Linked DNA regions of Mus musculus: all the other regions are linked to region 3. A link is a contact called in public HiChIP or PLAC-seq data. All regions are on one chromosome and are shown on one strand. Each heading gives the region's core, a stretch centred on a gene start, on an enhancer-like site or on the middle of the called end of the contact. The rest is flanking DNA. Distances are from core to core; before and after follow the strand shown.

The links. HiChIP or PLAC-seq counts read pairs in DNA pulled down with a chosen protein or histone mark.
Region 1: an HNF4G HiChIP or PLAC-seq map of pancreatic cancer cells shows a contact between it and region 3. The contact joins two enhancer-like sites. A contact is called at or near these places in 2 of 115 datasets of contacts at active chromatin or transcription factors (cardiomyocytes and pancreatic cancer cells).
Region 2: a FOXA1 HiChIP or PLAC-seq map of pancreatic cancer cells shows a contact between it and region 3. The contact joins two enhancer-like sites. A contact is called at or near these places in 2 of 484 Hi-C or Micro-C datasets (CD8 T cells and embryonic stem cells) and 3 of 115 datasets of contacts at active chromatin or transcription factors (embryonic stem cells, pancreatic cancer cells and thymic regulatory T cells).
Region 4: a contact with region 3 is called in a FOXA1 HiChIP or PLAC-seq map of pancreatic cancer cells. The contact joins two enhancer-like sites. A contact is called at or near these places in 9 of 39 promoter capture datasets (the 3T3-L1 cell line, 3T3-L1-derived adipocytes, the C10 cell line and 6 more), 9 of 115 datasets of contacts at active chromatin or transcription factors (T-cell acute lymphoblastic leukemia, embryonic basal ganglia, embryonic forebrain and 6 more) and 1 of 9 other capture datasets (pancreatic islet).
Region 5: a contact with region 3 is called in an HNF4G HiChIP or PLAC-seq map of pancreatic cancer cells. The contact joins two enhancer-like sites. A contact is called at or near these places in 2 of 115 datasets of contacts at active chromatin or transcription factors (pancreatic cancer cells and stem cell-derived neural progenitor cells).

What each region holds. Positions count from the first base shown.
Region 1 is chr15:85,529,590-85,532,324 of GRCm38.p6, forward strand. No RefSeq gene overlaps it. Among named protein-coding and RNA genes, the nearest start is that of 7530416G11Rik, 28 kb to the left of the region's middle. Within about 2 kb of position 1,327, at least 21 of the 459 cell types and tissues checked have an H3K27ac peak or open chromatin away from gene starts, as enhancers often do. A contact at or near this core is called in pancreatic cancer cells, where this site is marked.
Region 2 is chr15:84,931,079-84,934,142 of GRCm38.p6, forward strand. It overlaps Nup50 (nucleoporin 50), which reads left to right. Exons shown (of 8, transcript NM_016714.2): 4 at 2,457-2,640. Among named protein-coding and RNA genes, the nearest start is that of Nup50, 9.2 kb to the left of the region's middle. Within about 2 kb of position 1,498, at least 14 of the 459 cell types and tissues checked have an H3K27ac peak or open chromatin away from gene starts, as enhancers often do. A contact at or near this core is called in pancreatic cancer cells, where this site is marked.
Region 3 is chr15:85,228,592-85,231,442 of GRCm38.p6, forward strand. It overlaps Fbln1 (fibulin 1), which reads left to right. Exons shown (of 17, transcript NM_010180.2): 5 at 969-1,025; 6 at 2,208-2,309; 7 at 2,826-2,851. Among named protein-coding and RNA genes, the nearest start is that of Fbln1, 24 kb to the left of the region's middle. Within about 2 kb of position 1,555, at least 65 of the 459 cell types and tissues checked have an H3K27ac peak or open chromatin away from gene starts, as enhancers often do. A contact at or near this core is called in pancreatic cancer cells, where this site is marked.
Region 4 is chr15:85,568,593-85,571,300 of GRCm38.p6, forward strand. The region is part of intron 1 of Wnt7b (wingless-type MMTV integration site family, member 7B); the gene reads right to left. Among named protein-coding and RNA genes, the nearest start is that of AU022754, 11 kb to the right of the region's middle. Within about 2 kb of position 1,284, at least 51 of the 459 cell types and tissues checked have an H3K27ac peak or open chromatin away from gene starts, as enhancers often do. A contact at or near this core is called in pancreatic cancer cells, where this site is marked.
Region 5 is chr15:85,662,408-85,665,160 of GRCm38.p6, forward strand. No RefSeq gene overlaps it. Among named protein-coding and RNA genes, the nearest start is that of D130051D11Rik, 29 kb to the left of the region's middle. Within about 2 kb of position 1,489, at least 37 of the 459 cell types and tissues checked have an H3K27ac peak or open chromatin away from gene starts, as enhancers often do. A contact at or near this core is called in pancreatic cancer cells, where this site is marked.

The DNA.
Region 1 (2,735 bases), core at 77-2,576, 300 kb after region 3:
GTTCTATGGGCACACATTCCAACGTCTAATCTTCCAGGCAGCCCCACTGCTGCCCTGAGCCTCAGAGTGAATGTATCTCACTCTGACACAACCCCAGGTGGAATCTCTCTACCATGACCTCAGCCTAGAGAAGCGGAAGGGGGAAACTGAGGCAAACCGGGGCCAGTGTCACATAGCCAGCTGACATGAAACCTGACTCAGACAGTGCTCCATCCAACCCAGAGGCCCCTACTGCAAACCATCTCTAAGGCCAAGTCGGGTCCTCTGCCTGCAGGTCCCAGCGGTTGAAGGTCAGGTGCCTCCAGGTCCCAGGCCTCTCTCTGAGCAAGATGGAGGCCCTCACCCTGGCTCTTCTCCATCCCCGGAACTTGATACATACACACATCTGACGGACAGCTGAGGAGCCAGCCTAAGCCAGGTTTACCATCAGCTTCCTCTGACCTTGTCCTCTCTGGGACTCTTCCAGGACCTGCCTACAGGGCTCTAGGAAATTGTTCTGCCTGAAAAATATGCATGGAATCCCGCTGTATCCCCTGTGGCTGCACCACACCTGAGCCACAGTGCTGACTCTACTCTCCCCCCTGCTGTCTAACCACCCCCTTATACCTCTCCTGAAAAGCTGAAAGGCCCCAACAGCTCACTCTCTTCCCCTTAAAGCCCAGACACTAGGAGAAAAGGCCAAGGTGAAACTTCCTGTCATCTAACTGCATAGCTGCCAGTCCCCTTCCCCAGGTATGCAGGGTCCCTCTGCCGGTGTTCCATCTGCCCCTCCCCCCATATCTCCTCCAAGCATGTACTCAGCCACAGGCTTGCACCCTGTCTCCAGCCCTCCCAGCTCTACATAGCCATCAGCCCCTAGGCTACTGGCAACGCTGACCTACCCTGGCTGCCTTCCCCCACCCCTCATGCTACCTGAGCTTTCTGAGTCTCCATAACACTGTCCTAGCTGCACCTTGACTCTCCATGGGATCATGGATAAGGCGGAGGCAAGGAGTTTCTGTTGCCTAGCAACCTGTGGGGTCAGGGCCAGGAGTCATGGTCAGACTGATCTCCCCAGAGTCTGTCTCCCTAACCTAGAAAATGAAGCATCCAGCCCCTTTCTGCCACAGGAATGAGACTGCTAACACCTTGGGCCTGAGCACACACCCTCATAGGACTTCAGAACATCTCTCCCCTTCTCTGGTGATCTAACTATGCTTGGATTCCTCTAGTGACAAGGAGTGTGCTCCTTCAGGCTCAGAAGACCTGGTATGGCCTGAGGTCATCGCCAGTCCCTGACTAGATCTCCTGGTCCATCCCTAAGTCCCCAAGATGAGAAGCACCTACAGCCCCTGATGTCACTATCGTTCCCCATAGAATGGGACTTTAACATGGGACAGTACCACTCCCTGCAGAGGTATGCCCTGTCTCCATGATGTCCCAGTGACTCAGCTGTCCTTGTGGCTGCCATTCCTTCCACAGTATTTGTCCCTGAGATGGAATCAATCCCTTTTGTCCAAGAACTAGGGAGGGGACGTGGGAGTGGGTCACCCCTTCTGTGTCAGGCCGTTGGTGGGCTGGCAGGTCCCAATGCATCCTTCAGCTTGGTTGACAATGAGTTCAACGCCTTTGATGGTGGCCTTGTTGGTGTAAAGGGGAAGATGGGGCAGTGCTCCACCAAGTTCAGATAATCCTCCCTAGGTTAATGAGATACTCAGGGTAAGCAAAGTCCCCCTTGGGCAGGGAAAACTGAGACCCAAGGAGCACTTTCAGTGTGGAGCACTGTCAGAACACTCCAGCCCAGCCTTCAGCCCTCGGGCCCTCACCCTGGTAGACTGGTGGCTCTTGGACTGTAGATACCATTCTCTGTTAACAGTGGCACCTTATGGGCAGCTTGGGGTTACAGGACAGTGAGAAACTAGCCCTTTGTCCAAAGGGTCTCCAAATTGCAAGCTACCTGGGAATGCAGCGATGGGGCTCAAAAAGCTAGGTTCCTTTTTACACTTATGGAACTTTCTAGAAAGTCATCAGCTCAGAGTAGCTCTCTCACTCTCCAAATTCCACCCCACCCCCACTCCACTGACTCTCAGTTTACCTCAGCTCCTCAGGCCTTCCTTCTCCCTTCTCCCTTCCCCCTTTCTTCTCTCTTCGAGCTTGTGATTAAGCCTCAGCCTTTGGAAGCCATTGCAGAGCATTCTCAGCTCCATGCCCCGTTCTCCTTGCTGCTCTGGGAGGCTCCCCACTCTGCTGGCCTTTCCCCAGCCTGAGGCTCTCTGAGTTTTGGAAAAGGCCCATCTCAGACTCAGCTCCGAGCTCTCACCGTGGTCCATTCTAGCTCTGGCACCAGAGACCTTGTAAGACCTGAGACAGTATGGATGCTGTGTCCCACAGAAAAAGCTGGAGCCCGGGAAGGGCCGCAGGCGGGGCTCCTAGCCTGCACTGTGGTAGTGGTGTGAGGCTAGCATAGCTTGAGGGGAGATGGGAACTGGGCCCCAGACAGCTCAGGCCAAGGGCTTCCAAAGGTTCAGCTATGACTCTTTACAGAGCTCATCAAGAAAAATCAGGGTCCTTAAAGCCACCCTTGGGCCTCAGGTGAGCAGGCTGGCCATCCAGGAGGGATCAGCTGTCTAGGAAGGCCATCTGTTTCTGGCCCCTGGAGAAAAGCCAGCCCTGCTGCCCTCCTGCTGAGCCTCCTGTAGGTGGAGTGAGAGATCACTCAATCCCCTACCTGCAGCCTTCTTCAAAGGCCGCAAGCA
Region 2 (3,064 bases), core at 248-2,747, 300 kb before region 3:
ATAAGCAGAAGCATCAGAATGAAAGGTGTTTTATTTAAGATTTTTTTATTCCACTGGGCGATGGTGGTGCACGCCTTTAATCCCAACACTTAGGAGGCAGAGGCAGGTGGATTTTTGAGTTCTGCGACAGCCTGGTCTACAGAGTGAGTTCCAGGACAGCCAGGGCTACACAGAAAAACCCTGTCTCGAAAAAAAGAAAAAAAAAAGATTTTTCATTTCTCTTTTTTTTTTTTTAAAGAAAAGATTTATTTTATATGAGTACACTGTAGCTGTCTCCAGACACACCAGAAGTGTGCATCGATCCCATTACAGATGGCTTGAGCTGCCAAGTGGTTGCTGGGACTTGAACTCAGAACCTCTGGAAGAGCAGTCGGTATTTGTTCTTAACCGCCGAGCCATTTCTCCTGCCCCATTCCTCTTTATTTTAATACTATAAAAATACCAGTGGTCACTAAACATTTGAAAATCTGTAGGTGTGATTAAAACTGTTTTTTTAAAAAAACTGTAACATTAAGGCTAACTGGTATGTTTTAGTTGGGGTATCTGTTGCTGCACCGAGATAAAGGTACCTTATGAGGAGGTTTATTTCAGCTTATCGTTGTCCCATCATGGAGGGAGAAAGGGCAGGAACTCTGGCAGGAACTGAAGCAGAGGCGTGCTTACTGTCATGATCCTCACGGCTCCCTCTGTGTGCCTGACTACACCACTAAGGTACCTGCTGGGGTGATGCTGCCCACAGGAAGTCGGTCCTCCCGCATGGATCATTAATCAAGAACATAAACCACAGACTTGCCTACAGGAGGCATTTTCTTAATCTAGGATCCTCTTTCCAGATGACTCTAGCTTGTGTCAGATTGTCAAAAGTACAAAAGCCTACCAGGACATACATGAGCTATGTAGGAAATGGAAGAGGGACTAGATTTGCGCGCGCGCGTGTGTGTGTGTGTGTGTGTGTGTGTGAGAGAGAGAGAGAGAGAGAGAGGGAGGAGATTGATTGATTAATTATAGTTCATTTATTTGGGAACTCTAGTTTGGAGTTGGTATAGCTGGTACACCAACTATAAAAAGAAAAAGTACACATATGTATTGTAGAATTGTCATGTGTGTGCCTGCCAGCTTTAATACAGACTTTTACTCCACAACTGCTCTAATCAGTATACATGTGAATGTGCACAAGTGCTTGACTGTGTGGACATATGATGGGCACACGTATGTGTGTGTATAAAGGTCTGCAGCTGACATCCTGTATCTTCTTGATCTCTGTTCATATTATTTATTGAGGCTGGGACTCTTGGTAAACCTAGAGTCCCTTGATTGAGATTTCAGTCCTCCTGCTTGCAGGGTAAGCACTTTATCCACTGAGCTGAGTCCGTAGCTGTAAACATTAAAACTAAGTAGGCGTGGTTGGGTTTTCCTGTTTGGCTGTTTACATAGGATCAGGTTGCATTCTGGTGAACTGGCGGAGTGCTATCAGCCCAACCACTGCGTCAGAAGATGACAAGTTAAACTTTTAGGGTGTGTCTGGGTATGGATGCTTCTGCACTGCATGGAGGCCAGAGGATAGCAGTTGATGTCCTCCTGTTCTGTGCACCTTATTCCCTCCAGACAGGGTCTCCTTGAACCTGGGGGTTCTGACTCGGGTCCTCATGTGTGCACAGCAAGCACTCCTACCCACTGAACGTCTCCTCCCTCAGAAAAGTGAAGCAGTCGGCAGAGAGCTCTCTCCACACTACTCCTGACTCTCCTAGGGCATAGGAGTGGTTCACAGCGCCTCTGCTGACTGCATAGACTGCCAAGGGAAGAGCTTGCTAGAGACAGGGCAAGGGAGCAGCAAGGAACAGGAGAGCAGGCTGCACTGGGCTGCTTAACCAATAGAATGGCTGGAATATGCAGCGCGGTCTCCTCGGACTTCTGTAGGCCAAGAACGGCTTGAAAACCCCAAAATGCTTAAGTTAGGTAAACTGTATTTTCTTTTTGTCTTGAAACAGGATTTCTCTGTCCTAGCATTCACATTGTAGACCAGGCTGGCCTGGCACTTAGGGATCTGCTTGCCTCCCAATTTTTTTCATTGCTGGGATGAAGGCTTGAGCCACCATGCTCGGCTAAATATTTTTAATTAATCTAATTTCATGTTTCTGAAGCTTCTTAAGGCAAATGTTCTTTGGAAAAGTACATGCAGTTTGGTTGTGTTGGGAATATTTTCAGTTATTCTGAAGTTTGGGAGTAGGTACATGAATTTGCTCTATTTGTTTTGGTACCATCTTTCCTGGCTGTTTCAGGAAGGCAGCTGTAACACAGCTGTCCTTAGAGGCACCATCTTTTCCTCTCCTGCCTGGGCTGTGCTATGTGCTAGTAGCTTCTCTGACCATTGTCAGCCACGCAGCACTGCTGTCTGAGGTCATGTTTACTTGGGGCCAGGTGGTCTGCTTGCCTAAAGTGCTTTCTTTGTGTTTCAGTCTGATAGCGGAGGAGCCTTTAAAGGTTTCAAAGGTTTGGTTGTGCCTTCTGGAGGAGGAGGGTTTTCTGGATTTGGTGGCTCTGGAGGAAAGCCTCTGGAAGGACTGACAAATGGAAACAGCACAGACAATGCCACGCCCTTCTCCAATGTAAAGACAGCAGCAGAGCCCAAGGCAGCCTTTGGTGAGTAGCCCTTCCTCTCCAGCCCTCTCTGAAATTGATGCTGAAAGAGAACTTTGCTACCCAATCGTCTGTCTTTGACAGGGTCTTTCAGTATAGCTCAGGATGACCTTGAACTCAATCCTCCTCTTGCAGCTTTCTAAAGACTGACCGGGATTATAGGTGTGTGCCACCAGACCCAGCCGGAGAGATGGTTCTAGGGCTGTGTCCTTGGATGGACCATTAAAGGACGGGACTGGGGAGGTGCATGGGACGAGATGGTCAGCAGAGCACACCTCTGTACCTGACACAGCAGTTGTATTCTTGGCTCTGCCAGCTGACAGCTATGTGACTTCAGTGTCAAGTTCATAGCCCCCAGACCCTGGAATTGACTCTCAGCAAGGAAGCACTTTGTAGACTCAAGAGTTTGACTTCCTGGTTCATGCAT
Region 3 (2,851 bases), core at 305-2,804:
TCACCAAAGCTCCCTTCATAGTGACTTCCCGTCAAGTTGCCCTGTGAGGTTGACCATCACGGCTGTGAGACAGGAAGATTGCCACGTGCTCTGCAGGAGGCTGGCTCCCTTGCAGACCTCACTTTGCCCTGGCAATTGGTGGGTGATTGCCCTTTGATCTGATCCTCTCAGGAAGGCCTTGATGTGTAAGGTCACATGACAAACAGTGATGTGTAAGGTCACATGACAAACAGTAGTGGAGGGAGGACTTGGCCTTTTTGAGTCTTGGCCAGTGTGAGCCAGTGGCTGGGTGCATCTGTGTTCAGGTGGCAGGCTCTTCCTCAGAGGGCTGTGGGACCACAGAAGCAGTTCTGTTGGCCAGCTCTACCTGTCCCCATTGACTACAGCCACCTGTGCTTGAAGCCCTGAGGGCCATGGCTCTGTGATATAGGAATTTCTTGTTGTTTTTAATTTATATTTCTGAGTATGAGTGTTTCCTGCATATATGTATACCGTGTGCCCTCCATGGTCAGAAGAGTTCTCTTAGAGGACAGAGGAGGGAATTGGAGCCCCAGGAACTGGAACTACTGGTGGCCGTGAGCCAAGTGTGGGAGCTAGGAACGGAACCCAGGTCCTCTGCAAGAAAGATGTGTTTTTAACCGCTGAGCCATCTCTCCAGCCCCGACCCCCTGGTTCTTTCATCCGCTCTCTTACACTGTGAGCTCCTGAGTCGTGCAGGAAGCCCTGAGAAGCTGCAGGCAATCCGTGCACTATGCTTGCTGGGAATTTTACCTCATTCACATCTCTCTTGAGCTTTAGACTCACCGACTACGATAACTAATTCAGGCTGTGTGTTGGGAGAGCTTACCTGCCCCTTCATGTGAGGGTACATTTACCAAAGTTGAACGAGTGTGGTGTGCTCGGATGTGTCCGGTCCTGACAGGAGGAGCAGGTGCTTGTGTCATCTTGTGTCATCTCTCTACCCCTAGCTAAGATTCCTGACGAGGAGGACCAAGAAGACCCGTACCTGAATGACCGCTGTCGAGGTGAGATGTTGGGATCTGTGGGAGTCCTTTGGTAGGTAGCTATGAAAGCCCAGGGGATAGTGTTGACTTCTGCTAAGACTCAGCTGGAAAGTACTTCTGTTCTTGGGGCCCTTGGGGCTCCCTGTTTCTTCCACCCTTGAGTGCTCAGAGCCGGGGGGATCTGTCGGGGACAGTGGCTTATGGAGGCAGGACTGGTGTGAGCACTCCAGTGCCAGCAAGCTCCTGGGCTCTGTGGGTGATGATACTTCTCCAAGGCTGCGATGCCCCAGGAGAGTAGCTATTTCTTATCTGTGTGTCCCTGGAGCCCCGCTTGTCCCTGTAGAGTCATGGTCTCTTAGGAGACCTTTGCACTTACGTTAGAGTGACCACGCAGTGCAGCCTTTTCTAACTAAATTCTTTTTCTTCAAGAACATTCTGGCTCATCTAACCTGACCGTTCTGTTGCAGCTCCACCCAAAGGGTTCACTCTGCGACTGGGTGTTAGGTATGCAGGCAGCTTAATCACAAAGTGATAGCGCCAGCACTCAGTGTCAACCTGCGCTGAGGCCAGGAGGGAGGGGAGAGGGAGATAAGGAGTTCCCAGGAAGCTTGGAGTGAGCCCTCTCTGGGTGGCCACAGATGATTTCTGCGAGAGTGACAGCCGGTGTGACAACTTAGGAGGATCCATTAGCCACCATCGCTGTAAGGCCTGCGTGCCCCTGATAGCCAGCCAGGCTGTGGCAAAGGAAACACAGATCATCCCAGTGGGGTTACACTCGAAGTATCCCGTGTGAGTCACAGGGGAGGTGCCAGGCAGGGAGAGGCTGTACCCACAATTGTCACAGCACCGGACATGGACATGGGCAAGCTAGCAGGAATGGGCAGCTGGAAACCCTTGAGAGTTACATGGGCTCTGATAGAGCCCTGCCTCCAGGTGGAGCCTGTTCCCCCCAGGCCTCTTGTTGACCACGAGCAGTATGCCTCCCCAGGTCCACTCTAACCACAGAAGCAACACAAGGTTCCTAACTTGTCAGACCTCTGCTGCCTTCAGAGGCCCCGGAGACGCTCAGAGCCGAGGCTTGGGAGTGTCCCAAGGACCACACGTGGCTGTGGCAAGGAGCCTGTTTTCTGTGTCCGTGCATCCTGGAAGGGTCTCTGAAGGTCGCTCAGTCTGTTCACTAGCTCCCATGGACTCTGGTTGCAGGTGGCGGGCCCTGTAAGCAGCAGTGCCGTGACACTGGGGACGAGGTGATCTGCTCTTGCTTTGTGGGCTACCAGCTGCAGTCGGATGGTGTCTCCTGCGAAGGTAACATCTGAGAGCTAGCCCCTGTGCTTCGGAGCCTCTGCTGAGCAGGCCTGCGTGGCACAACCTTTGTTCCATTCCTGGAACACAGCTGGGACCTGCGTGCTGCCTGGACAAGGCTGTCTTCTAGAAGACTATAGATACAGTGTGGGCAAAGGGCTGCATTGGGGTTCACCTGGGTTCAGGATCTGCCGTGAGGCCTTGGGTAGATCTTTCTTTCTGCCTTTCCCGTTGTCTAAGAGATGGGGATGATGCATGCGACCTCCTTTGTGGGAGTCTTGTAGACGCCATGATTCTAGGGTCTGGCCCTTACTCAAAGAGATCTGAAACTTAACAGAGCTTGATTTGGTGTCTGCCCCTCTCCAGATGTGCCCACAGCAAGACTCAGCTCAGTTTGATTGGGCAACTTGATGAATGCAGGAAGCCAGATCCACCATGGCTTCTGGGACATTCCTTCTGCTCAAGCTTAAGGCTTGGTTGTTCTTGCTGGTTACTTCTGCATCGCCTTAATCTCTCTAGATATCAATGAATGCATCACAGGCAGC
Region 4 (2,708 bases), core at 34-2,533, 340 kb after region 3:
GCCAGGCATCCCAGGACCCCACCCTGGAGAGAAAGAAGGCAGTCTGGGAGAAGCGGGGTGGTGAGCAGGAAGCCTGTGTAGGTTGGGGTGGTTGAAGATGGGAAAGCCACGCCCACCCAGTGGCACATGGCGACATGGGCAAAGAGCTTAAGGGGGCTAATGGGTTCACTGAGTCCTCATGGGGGTCACTGTCATTTCACTGACTGACCTCTGACTTCAGAAACTTCAGGGCCTTTCCTGGCACGCAGGGCCCAACATAACATACCAAGTCCTGGCCTTAATGGATCAGGTCTTTGCCCTCAGAAGGGTACCCTGTCTCTCCAGCAGTCAGATGGGACTCCTGGGTCCACTGTGCCTCCACCTCCAAGAAGCCTGTCTGACCCTGCTCAGTTCTCACTTTGAAAACACCGTGTGTGTGTGTGTGTGTGTGTGTGTGTGTGTGTGTGTGTGTGTGTGCCAGGCCCAGCACAGAGGCTGAGGTGGCTCCCCTGGCCCATACTCTTTGCTTCCTACAGTACAAATGGAGACAGCCACATTCAGAGATGCCAGGGCCCCCCCGAGGCTGTGAGGCTGGCTGAAGCCCAACTGGTGCTGAGACCCCCCCATAAGCCCAGCATGGCACTTGCTTTAAAACCTATGTGATACAAGGTGCCCTGAAGGCATGGCTGGCCAAGACACCAACCTGAGACATAGGGACAGAAGGACAGGTGGGTGTAAACGGTGGGAGGGAGTTGGCAGGCCCCACTGGCCTACCGCCAGTTTGGGAGTCTAAACACTGGATGGCTGAGCCAGCACTTCCTGGGATACTGAGTATGTTCTGAGCTGTGAGTCTGGGGACCAAGTCCCACACATGGAGGACAGCAAGTCACCATCTCTCTACAGACAGACCTCAAGGCAGGGCTGAGTTCTTATGCAGAATCAGGTGGGAGACAGAGCCTAGAGAGGGTGGGGCCTGCCTGACCACACAGCAAGCACCCAGGGCAGTGTGAGCCTCAGCCAGGAGCCTGCCCATTCCTGACATCTTTTGTCATCACAGCTGGGGCCTGTCTGAGTCAGAAGCCCCCTGGGGACTGTACCATGATCCCTCACCTTAGGATGTTCCCCATGACCTTGATGGCTTCCCCAGTCAGCAGCCTCAGAATGAATGCCCTGGGAAGGGGGCCACTCAATCCCAGTGGCTAGCCTGGCTAGCAGCCCATTATTCCCATTTTCCAGAGGATGCTCAAAGAAGGGCTGTGTTTGGTCCAAGGCTGAATAGTAGCTTGGCAGCAATAAAACCAAAGGCTTTGTCTCTGCCTCCTTGATACCTTCCCGCTGCAGCTGTGGCTACCCTGTTCCTTCCTGCTACAGGAGTCCCCGCATTGGAAGGCACAGGCGAAGAGGGGTCTGGCCTTGTAGCCCTGACTACACACCCTGTCCCATTGCTCTGTCTGTGTGTGTGTGGGGGGGGGGGAGGTGTCCAGAAAGCATCACTGACCTACAAGCCGCCAACCTATGTTGCCTCTGGAGCAGGGCTATCACACACACACACAAAAGGACTTCCCTCAGGTGGAGTCATTGTCACATACTCTACCACAACCATGCCAGGAAGGAAACGCAGAACCTCAGGCATGGCCGCCACAGGCGCCACAGCCTGAAGGGAAGGAAGCTGTCCAGCTCTATCTATCCTGTACCTCACCCTCTGCAAGAGGACAGACATCTAAGCACTATTCTTCCTGAGCATTTTCAGGGCTGTGTCCCTGGAGTCCCTCATGCTATGCATCTCTGTCCCAGAGCTGTGACAGGGTAAATAGCAGCTAGAATTGTGAGCCCCTGGCAAGCACTCTCTCTACACCACCTGCCTGCCCAACCAACCTCAGGCTCGCTCATTTTGCACAGTGCTTTGGCCATGGTACATTCAAGCCCATCCAAAGGTTCAAAAGGTCACCCCGAGAAGCTGGCAGGCTTAATCTGGTGCTCCACCCTGTGGCAGGGTCACCAAAGGGAATGTCAGCCCTGCTTGGTCCACAAGAAGGCCACTCCAGCACTCCGGTCTACTGGAACATTACGGTGGCTTAGATTCATCCTTTCCCCACAGGCCAACCTGGTCTACCTGACCACAGAAACACAGAGATAGCAGGTTGACAAATCTGGCTCCTGGGGAGGGTCAGCTCTTGGAAAGTCCCAGCACTTCCTGCTAGAGGTGAACCTCCCAGAAGGTGTTCAGACTCAGCCCAGCCCTCAGTCTCTGCCTCAACCTCAGACTGATAGAGGTGACTTCTGAAGCATCTCGGGTCACCCTACTCCGGAAAACCTTCCCTGGGTCATCCTTACTAACAGGAGGTCAGGGTCTCCGCTATGGGAGCTGCAGGGTTCTGTGTGAACTTGGAAGAAGGTGGGCAGGAAAGGCTGAGGTAAATTAAAGGAGTGTGAAGAGTCAAGTGAACGCAGTAGGAATTGCCAGAAGGGCTCTAGAGCCACGCCCAGATGGAAAACCAAGATCTCAAGTAGCCAAGGATACCTCAAGTCCATGCCCAGCCGCACCCAAGAGTATATCATGACGAACACACTGAACCTCCATACAGGTCACAAGGTGGCTGGCCAGACCTACCTACCTACCTATCTACCTACCTTTCTCCCTGTTAAAGCTGGCCTCAGAGCTGTTAGAGCAGTGCCAAGCCAGGCAGCGACATCTACATCCTACAAGAGCATCACATCTCTATCCCCAG
Region 5 (2,753 bases), core at 239-2,738, 430 kb after region 3:
CCTTAGTATTGTAGGAAAGGCTCTGGGATGGGGTCCTGCCACGACCAGTAGTAGTGGAGGGAGCTGCGTGGCAACTTTGCCCGTGCTCAATGTGCCACAGCTTGGAAAGGGCACCATATGGAAAAATTATCCTCGTTCTTCAGGCCTTCCCCAAGTCTTCACTCCACCAGTGACCATGGCATTAACCTAGCCTTACTCTTTTCTGAGACAGTTAGCAATCCGCCGTTGATGGTTGCCTTGGTGGGATGCTGAGGATCCTGAATGTGAGGACCCCCAGGAAAAAGTGTTCTGTGACCTTACTGCTCAGAGGAGACCTTCAGGTTTCCCACACATTTGCATCAACCGCTCTTCTTTTGACACTGAGACCATGGGACAAGTACTTGCCAGGCCCCAGAGTGACTGTAAGCAGGCATGGCCCTGGGAACCACTCTGGCTCACTGGTTAAGAAGGCTCTAGTTTCTGGGGGAATGAGGCAGAGCCCTGGAGATATGGTCCCTTAGGTCAGTCCACGTGACTTTCTTATGAGGAGGCTCAAAAGCACGATGAGGAGCACGTGTCTGAGATTTTTATACCTCAAGGCTGGTTTTGAAGAGGTGGTCAGGATGAACCTCAGATGACCAAAGCTGGCTTCAGGCTCAGTTTGGGGAGGTTTGCCCAAGCTGAACCAGCTGAAGGCAGCTCTGGCCTGAGGTTTCAAAGGGATTCTGGTTGTTGCTGTTGTTGTTGTTGTTGCTGCTGCTGCTGCTGCTGCTGTTTTTTTTCTTTCTGGAAACTCCTTTTATCTGTGAAATAAGTCTATATTGGAAGAAGTGAATGGTGATGTTTTCCTTTATTTATTTATTTTTTAAGCGCATATGTGTGACCGGGTTAGGGTCCCAGGTCTGTGTAATATCCAGCCCTGTCAGTATTCTCTGCCTGCTGTGCCTCAGTCTTTCAAGAGGTCTGGTCTTTTTTGTTGTTCCTCTTGAGTTGGGAGGGTCAGATGAGAGGAGGTGGGAGCATGCTGTGTAAGTTATAAGTGCTTGCTGTATACACAGGGATCCCTGTCATGCTATGTACGTTGTGAGGGGCTTGCTGTATACACCAGCAACTCGGTCACTTCTACCTTCTGAGATCCCCGCCCCCCCCCCCAGTGAGGGAGTCATTTGTGATTAAAACACCTAGCAGCTCCTATAGTGTCCAGTGCTTATGGGATAGCAATGCCGTTGTTGACTTGAACCATGTCGAACCCCTCTGTGCTGGCTCTAATGAAGGAGGACTGATCATAGATGAAGAATCTCAACCTCTCCCTTTAAAAATGATAACAAGATGGCCCCGATTTGGGAGACTGGAGTCGATGGTCCTCTGGGGTACCAGATAGCCATTTGTCTGTCCACAGCCTTCACAGTTGTGCCCACCCTGGCAAAGGGAATTGTCCTCTGTCTGAGCCTGAGCATAGGCTACACTCTTTGGCTCTACCTTGAAGCTCTCAGAGTGGCTGAGCCAGGAGCTGGGCTCTCATTCACAAAGCACAGCTTTTATTGCAAGGAAAGCTCTGCTGTATCAGGCCTCTGTCTGTGATCTAGGTCGATTTGGGGGGGGGGGAGGTGTTGGCACAGGTGTAATGAGAAATGGTGTAACTCAGGAGAGGCTACAGATAGGGCCTGCCCTGCACCTGGCTGAGGGCTATCCAATAAGGGCTTAAGATCGCCGTTGGGCCACAGAGGAAACCAAAGTGTTATTGCTACACACACACACACACACACACACACACACACACGCACGCGCGCGTGCACACACGCACACGCACACGTGCACATACATATGGACACACATGCACACACAGACACAGACACACGCGTATGTTACCTCTATGAATCTAACACTTCACGTCCTCAGTATTAAAGTTTGAGGCACCAACAGACTGCCTTAAAGTCTCTTTCAACCTGTCTGCCTTGGAGCGGTTGGTTGTATTTATAATTCTTCTCGTCACATCAAAGAACTCTATGTTTCTTGTAGGCTGTTTGCAGGCCGAGTGTTTTGGTTTTTGGCTACAGCCGGCTAGGTTTTCTGAATCTGTGGCTCCAGGTGTGCGCCGACAGGCTTTTTCCCAGCTCGTGACATTTCCTTGTGAGCCTTGGGGTCCTGCTGTAAATTCAGTGTTCAACCCAGGACAAGTTTCCAAGTTTAAAATTTTGAGAGGGAGAAAAGGAGTTGGCCGTATCCATGTCCACCGCCTCCCCTAGAGAGAAAGTCTTCTGGGCAGAGCTCGGCTGGGAGGCAGATCAGGCTGAGAATTTCCAGTACCGAGCTGAAAAACTGGTTAATGGGTTAGGCATTCACAACGGTGAAGTCTTTCAGTGTGAACTCAAATCCTCCCCTCTGCATAACATGGAGAACTAGGGTGTAACAGTGAAATGTCTGCTCGTGTTTCTGGTTATCTCAAAGTACATTTTCAAAATCTGCATTTGTCATTAAAAGATATATATATATACACACACATATATGTGTGTGTTACATATATAATACACTACAATATATTATATATTACATATATAATATATTACACATATATTATACATTATATATAATATATTACATATACATATTACATATATATATGTATTTCCTAAGAGTAATACCTTTTCATGTCCAGTGGCCTTCATGACCACTTTCTTTTGCTTAAGGAAAATAAACTTCATATTCTTTTGAAAGCAGGAATCACTGTAATAGCCAGAAGCAAAATGAAAGCATTGGGTTTTTTTTTTTCTTTT